2 separate regions of the Capra hircus genome follow, and region 2 is linked to region 1. The links are chromatin contacts, called in public Hi-C maps. All regions are on one chromosome and are shown on one strand. Each heading gives the region's core, a stretch centred on a gene start, on an enhancer-like site or on the middle of the called end of the contact. The rest is flanking DNA. Distances are from core to core; before and after follow the strand shown.

Region 1 (3,648 bases), core at 63-2,562:
TATTCAAGAACCAGGTATATACCCTTCTACTTATGCATACCTTCACTTATGTCCTTTAAAAAGTTTTAAGATTTTTTAAAATATACGCCCTTGTCATATTGTTTGTGTGCATGCATGCTCAGTTCTGTCCAACTCTTTGCAACCCCATGGACTGTGGCTCTTCTGTCCACAGAATTCTCAAGGCAATAATACTAGAGTGGGCTGCCATTCCCTTCTCCAGGGGATCTTCCCTACCCAGGGATCAAACCCGCGTCTCCTACACTGGAGGTGGATTCTTTACCCACTGCGCTACCTGGGAAGTGCCAATATTAAGCTTATTTACCTTTCTCATTCCTTTATAAATGGGATTATTTCTTATGTTATTATCTTTCCTAACTAGTTATTGATGAGAAAGCTATTGGTATTTCACATTGTATAATCAGCCACACACTGAACTCTTATCATATCGAACACATTTTTAGGACATGATAAGGTTTTTCTAATGATACAACTTTCAGGAAATTCTAAGCATACAATGTTATTGTCTGCATAAAATCACCATTATATTCTAACATGAACACCCTCCTATGGCTCTCATGTCTCACTGCCTAGCTTAATACTTGAAGAAAAAATTGGTGATAGTCAACCTTAAGTCATTCTTGATTTTAATGGAAATACTTCTAAGATTTCACCATACAGCATAATGCTAGTTTCGGCTGGAGATACATTCATTTCATATCACTAAAGAAGTACCCATACACTTGTAGTCTACCAAGAGTTTTGTTTTTGTTTTTTAATCAGAAAGAAGTGAAAGTGAAATCAAAGAGTGCTCTCTTTGTCCAAGGAATGTTCCATCTCTATCGGGATGACCTCATGGTTTTTCTTATTTAGCCTATCAATATTGTTTGATGGATTATATTCCTGAATTTCCTGGTAAGCCAATCTTGGATGCCATAAATCCACTTGGTTTTGATATGCACTACTGCTGTTAATTTGTTGAATTCTACTTGCTAAAATTTTCACCTCACGTTTTTACATCAATATTTTGAGAGTGAGGTCAGTCGGTTAGTTTTTTAGTGGTTCTTTGTTAACTTGTAAAAACAGTCAGGCTGGCTTGATAAAAAAATATATTGTACTTTCATATGCTGTATTTTAAAAACAAAATGTGTGAAGACTTCCCTGGTGGTTCAGTGGTAAAGAATCCACATGCCAATGCAGGAGACACAGCTTCCAGCCCTGGTATGGGAGGATCCCACATGCCAAGGAGCAACTAAGCCCGGGAGCCGCAACTGCCGCCCCCGCGCTCTAGAGCCCGGGAGCCGCAACTGCCGACCCTGCGCTCTAGAGCCGGGAGCTGCAACCGCTGACCCTGCGCTCTAGAGCTCGGGAGCCACAACTGCTGAAGCCCATGCTAGAGCCTGTGCTCTGCAACAAGGGAAGCCACTGCAGCGAGAAGCCTGAGCACAGCAACTAGAGTTGCCCCTGCTCACCGCAAGTGGGATAAAGCCCGAGCATCAATAAATAGAATTATTTAGAAAAACCAAATGTGTGTATATTAAGTATGAAACCAGTCTTTCAAAAAGTAAAATGGTCGTAGAGAAACATGAGGCCATTCCCACATCATAAAAAAAGTCACATATATTCTTTACAGATTCAACTTTTTGAAAACTGGGTAAATTAAAATATACTTTGGAAAGCTAATCTGTGATATTTTACGTAAAAGTAAAAAAGTCATAAGCAGGCTACCATTAAACCCCTATCATAAAGGAACATTTCAGCTGTTCCCATCTTGGATGACTGAGCAATACATTACTATTATTTATGGGCCTGCATTGTGAGTTGGACCACGGAAAGCTCAGTTTTCTTATCTACATGCTGCAAAAGAAAATGAAATATATTCTTTGATGTTTTAAGTTTCCAACGCTCTGAATAATGGATTTAAAAAAAACCTTTTCTGTTTCTCAAGAAACTGCTAACACAGAGAATGCCCACGGCTTTCAGCGGCCACCGGCGTCTGAGCGACTGTAAGCAGCCTCCAGTCCTGGTCTCCACAGGACCCAGGAAGCAGGCTGGGCAGCTCCGCCAGGGACCTGCGGGCCCACGCACTCGTCTACACCGCCGCACCAAGACCCCAAGACAGCCCCACGGCCTGTACCACTCTGCCTGAATCCCCATGAAGGCCACACGTGCAAAGAGACGGACAAGCAGAGGGGCGGAGGGACACACAGGGCTCCCCACCGCCTCCCTGTTCCCTTGTGTCTGTCTCCCCGAGACATAGGAAACCCCCCGTTGTGGAATGTTGTCGCCTAAAAGCTCCTGACTCAAAGTGGTCCTGACAGACCTGAGCCCTGAGACGCTTTCAAATGGACAAGAGCCTCCAGGGCTCCCCCGCCCTGGGCTCCCCCCACGTGCCGCGCCCCTCCCCGGACCCCGCCCACCTACCCCCACCTCCCTGAGACCCTCCCACCTGCCCGCCTCCACCGCCTGAGTCTCTCCTTGCCCCCACTCCCGCCTACCTGAGGGGCCCCTCAGGCGGCTCTCGGTGAGTTCGGAGATGGCCCCGGACGTGGACGTCTTTTTCAGCCGAGCTGCTGCCCCGGAAGCAGCGGCCGCTCCGGGCTTGTTGAGGGTGTCCTCGCTGCTGGCCCGCTTGAGCTGAGAGAGGTAGGGGAGAGAGGGTGAAGAGATGCGTTTCCCGGAAGGAGCACCATAAACCGGCAAAGCATGGAGCAGGCCCCATCTGCCCATCCCGCTCCTCAGGCAGTGGCGGGCCGGAGGGAACAGCGCAAGAGTGGACAAACCCGGATGCCCTCGGTTCTGGCGCGGTCATCCAGCACTGCTTCAGAGATCCGTGTAAGGTCGTGGGGAGTCACCACCCATCAATCACATTCAAATAATGAAGTTTTAAAAATATGATGTGTATTTTTATGTATTTATTTGGCTGAGACAACCCCACCCCCTCAAACAACCAGGGATGGAACCCATGCCCCGTGCATTGGAAGCAGGGAGTCAACCACTGGACCACCAGGATGGTCCCAATGTATTATTGTTTTTTTCTTAAAAGACTGGGAACCAACCAAAAAAGAACTATATGGCACACAGAAATCAGGATAGAGCGACACACAAGAAATTCAAAGACAATAAAAAGTAGCACAAAAACCTCTGGAGGTTATTCCCTTCTCAGAGGGAAGAGATACAAACAGGTGACCATCCACAGATGCCCACCCCAAGCGCTGGCAGGTGACCCCATACACACTGTGTTCAGACAGAGGAGAGGGACTGCTGTGGGGCCAGAAGAATGGTTAGGGATGGCAGAAAGACAGCAGGACCCCTGCTCCTTGTCTGTCTTCTTCCCCAGCACGGAAGGCAGAGAACAAACATTTGCTGAAAGTTATTGAAGTGTGTGTGGGGGAGGGGGGGTGGCCCTAAATGAGCTCACACTCTAGCCCAGGTAAACCATACCTGAGCTGAAGGAGAAAAAACACAAATAAGTTCTCCCAACCACAGAGAGTCTTGGTTAAAGATGGCTGTTGAGGGGATCCTTCTAGAAGACGAGACAGGCAGGTGTCCGGAGCCTCCGCAAACACACACGACACTGAGAAACAGCATGAAAATTCCCTCGAATCAACGGAGACCTGGAGCAGGAAGCCCGGGCCACCACACTGGTCA
Region 2 (3,710 bases), core at 409-2,908, 65 kb after region 1:
TAGTTAAATACTAATACCAACTTCTTAAAAAAAAAAAAAAAAAAACCAACACCAGCAGTCCAGGCAGTCTGCAGTCAGATTCTGCCAGACTTCGGGACAAGATCATTCTGCTTCAGAGCATGAAGAAAACTTTCCCCTCTCCACCACTGAGGACAGCATAACCTTGATTATGAACTCAGACATGGGAGGAGGGTGAAAAAACATAACACCAATCTCTTATCAATACAGATCCCCAAATCCTAAATAAAATGTCAGTATCAAACAACCCATTGGCAACAGAAAATCTAGCAAAATAATCTCCTGTGATGTTAACAATTTCAAGAAGAAAACTACATGGTCATATCAATACATGCTACACAGAAGCATTTTGGGAGGGGGTGGAAATCCACAAAACAAAAACTGACTTAATCTGTTAAAGAAGATCCTTAATGAGGAAACACTGGCAACATTCCCCTAAAACCAAGCCCGAGACAAAAATGTCCTATTTAATAGTCAAGGCTCTGGAGAGGTGGTCCATAGAAAACAAGAAATGAGTACAAACATTAGAAAGAGACCTCTGTTGTTTAACAGAAAAGAAGATTGTCCATGTACAACAAGCAGACAAATCAACCGGAAAAACGATTAAAACGAACAGACCTCAGAGTGGACGCTCCAGGTCTAGTTTGGGGCACAAATCAAACAGTTTGCTTCCAGACTTCGTCCTGCAAAGCTGTTTTCTGGAGAGTAAGGCATCGGGGATGACAGGCTTGCCCCCACCCCCAACCTCGTCTCCCATCTTAAATGAAACAGCATCTTGTTTGAAACTAAACGACAGAAATCTTCTGAAACCAAAATTTGACTTGTGACGACTCAGCGGCGCTTTATCTGCTGCCTGCAGCGCCCGCAGCTGCTGATGGATAAGCGCGTCACGGCGGGCGAAATGCTCCCGATAGAGGGCAAGGGCGAGCAGCCTCCGGGAACGCGTCTCTCCAAGCGAGCAGCGCTCATTATATAAACTTACCTGCTGGCAAACGCAGCGCCCACACCTCAAAAATGAGATATTCAGGGTCCGAATTCCCTTTTTAAAACAGAATTCTAAAACTAACGGCGTTCCCCGGATGCGCGAGGAGGAGGCGTCCCCCTGCGCTCCTGACAGGCTGCGCATCCCGGGCCACCGGGCATCCCAACGGCGCCCGGGTCCAGGTGCGCCACGCCGGCCGGGCCAGCGCAGCGGGGCCCACGGTTCGCAGGGGCCTGGACCCCACGGACCGCCCGCCCCGCCTCGCAGCACCCGGGATAGCTCCCGCGGGGCCGCTCCGGGGGCGCCTCTGGGGCCCCGAGTCCGCGGCGCCGGCATCCGTCCAGCGCTCCCGGACACCCCCGGCCCGGAGGGGAGGCCAGTCTCCTGCCGCGCCACCTGCGACACGGGTCCGGCCGCCCGAGCTGGACCGTCCGGACGCCGCCTCAGCGAGGGGCAGCCCCGCGACCCGCGCCGGACCCTGCACCCCGAACCCCGCACCCCGGACCCCCATTCCGGACCTAGACCCGGACCCGCAACCCGAGATGACCACGCGGCTCAGACGCGAGGCGAGAGTGGTCGGCGCCGCCCCCACTCACCCGCCAGCTCCGCTCCGCAGCCAGCAGCCGCCGCGGCTCCCGCGCTCCCTCACGGACTTCCCGAGCGGCCCCCGCCGCCGAGCGGCGCCCCGAGCCGCCTGCAGGGGGCGCGCGCGAGCGGCGCGGGGGCACGCTGGGAGTTGTAGTCCCGCGGCCCTGCGCCGTCTCCCGCCCACGCGGTGCCTAGACCGCTAAGCGTGGTACCGGATCCGCAAAGCTCGGCACTCGGACCGCAAAGCGCGGTGCCTGAACCACAGAGCTCGGTACCCGGCCGACCAGCGCGGTGCCTGGACCTCAAAGCTCGATAGCCGAACCACAGAGCTCGGTACTAGGACTGTTCAGCGCGGTACCGGAACCGCCCAGCTGGTACCTGGACCGCCAAGCGTGGTAGCCGACCAGCAGTTTTAGCATCTCGGGAGGACCTGGTTGGAAACTCAAACGCCCCCTCGCCGCGGCTCCGTAGGATTTGCTGCTTTACAAACTCTGGGGGTGGGGCCCAGCAATCTGCCTTTTGCAAGCCCTTCAATTGATTCTTAAGTTCCCTTAAGTTTGAGAACATCTGGTCTAAGTCCCACGGACCACTCTTCTCCAAGGGACCTCATCTCACCTGTGGCATCAGGTACATATATATATATATATACACACACACAGGTCCATCCCAGGTGCACTGGTGGCCCAGGCCACCCCTCTCACTCCAGCCCTCAACTATCAGTGTCCACCCAACGTCGCCTCGAGGATGCCTCTGAAAAGCCAAAATTCAACAGGGTAACACCACACTCACACTGCCTCCATCTGGTTCTGCTCCAGTGAGCCTCATGTACACTGCATTTGTGCACTGGGAAGTCATCTAAGACCTTAGTGGAAGCTTCAGGAGCCAAATGGCAGGTCCCTGAATCATACTTGAGGGAGGGAAGATGGAAAGAGGAGAAAGAAATGAAGCCCGGAAAATACCAACCCCTCAACATGTGGAGGGAACAGAAGGACAGGTGCTGCCTTAGGGGTTCCCTGGAAGTGTTGTTGAAGGAGGGTTGTTTGAAGAGGTTTAAGTATTTATGAAAAGAATCCGTTAAGATGGAGCTGTGGGCTACACAGGAAAGGAAAAGAGATTTCACACATATGATGCCTAAGAAGTTGTATGTATGCGTTGGGGCAGGTGGAGTCTCAGCATCAGTAGGGAAACGAGCCAGGACTAGGGGTTCTCAGGGGCCGTATGTCCCCCACCCCCACCTCCCCACCCAGAAGAACTTGGAGATGGCTGGACACACTGTGGTTTTCACACTTGGGGGAGGGGCACTGCTATCTAGTGGGTAGAGGCCCCTGATGCTGCAACATATAATGTTGGCACAGGATGGGCCCACCACCAAGAATGATCTGACCCAAGCGCCAAAAGTGTGGAAGATGAGAACCCCTGAGAAAAGAAGAGAAGTTGTTTGTGAAAAGAGACAGGTGTGTCTGTGTGTGTATGTGTGTGTCTGTGTGTATGTGTGTGTCTGTGTGTGTGTGTGTGTGTGCTGCCAAATCTAAACTGAGCAAGGTGAGAAGTAGGAGGAAGTTCTTCCTCTCCTTTCTCTTTTCCCCAACATGTGCTTCATATTGCACATGTACAGGGCTTTCCAACTGTGGTGCTGAGAGGATGCTTGAGAGTTCCTTGGGCTGCAAGGAGATCAAACCAGTCAATCCTAAAGGAAATCAATTATGAATATTCACTGGAAGGACTGGTGCTGAAGCTGAAACTCCAATCCTTTGGCCACCTCATGCGAAGAGCTGACTCAGTGGAAAAGACCCCAACACTGGGAGAGATTGAGGGCAGGAGGAGACGGGGGTGACAGAGGATGAGATGGTTGGATGGCATCACTGACTCAGTGGACATGAGTTTGAGCAAGCGCCGGGAGATAGGGAAGGACAGAGAAGCCTGGAGTGCTTCAGTTCACAGGGTCACAAAGAGTAGCGCACAACTTAGCGACTGAATAACAACAGTATTATTAAGGAAAATATGTTTAAAAGATGTCCTTTTCTTTGCCATTTCATTGTGCCTTCTGCCCTGATGTTTTATTTTCAAATAAATAATTAAAAGTCAACACTTTACATAGCAAATATTAGCTACCGCCCATATT

What was found. Hi-C and Micro-C count contacts between places; a contact is called where the count stands out from the background.
Region 2: a contact with region 1 is called in a Hi-C map of blood, with 7 times the contacts expected there. The contact joins the promoter of LOC106503272 here to the enhancer-like site in region 1. A contact is called at or near these places in 2 of 5 Hi-C or Micro-C datasets (blood and liver).

The regions. Positions count from the first base shown.
Region 1 is chr19:33,338,344-33,341,991 of ARS1.2, forward strand. It overlaps LOC106503272, which reads right to left. Exons shown (of 3, transcript XM_018064005.1): 3 at 1,918-2,634. The coding sequence ends at 1,918. Among named protein-coding and RNA genes, the nearest start is that of AKAP10, 79 kb to the right of the region's middle. Within about 2 kb of position 1,313, at least 1 of the 5 cell types and tissues checked has an H3K27ac peak or open chromatin away from gene starts, as enhancers often do.
Region 2 is chr19:33,402,931-33,406,640 of ARS1.2, forward strand. It overlaps LOC106503272, which reads right to left and starts at 1,659. Exons shown (of 3, transcript XM_018064005.1): 1 at 1,597-1,659.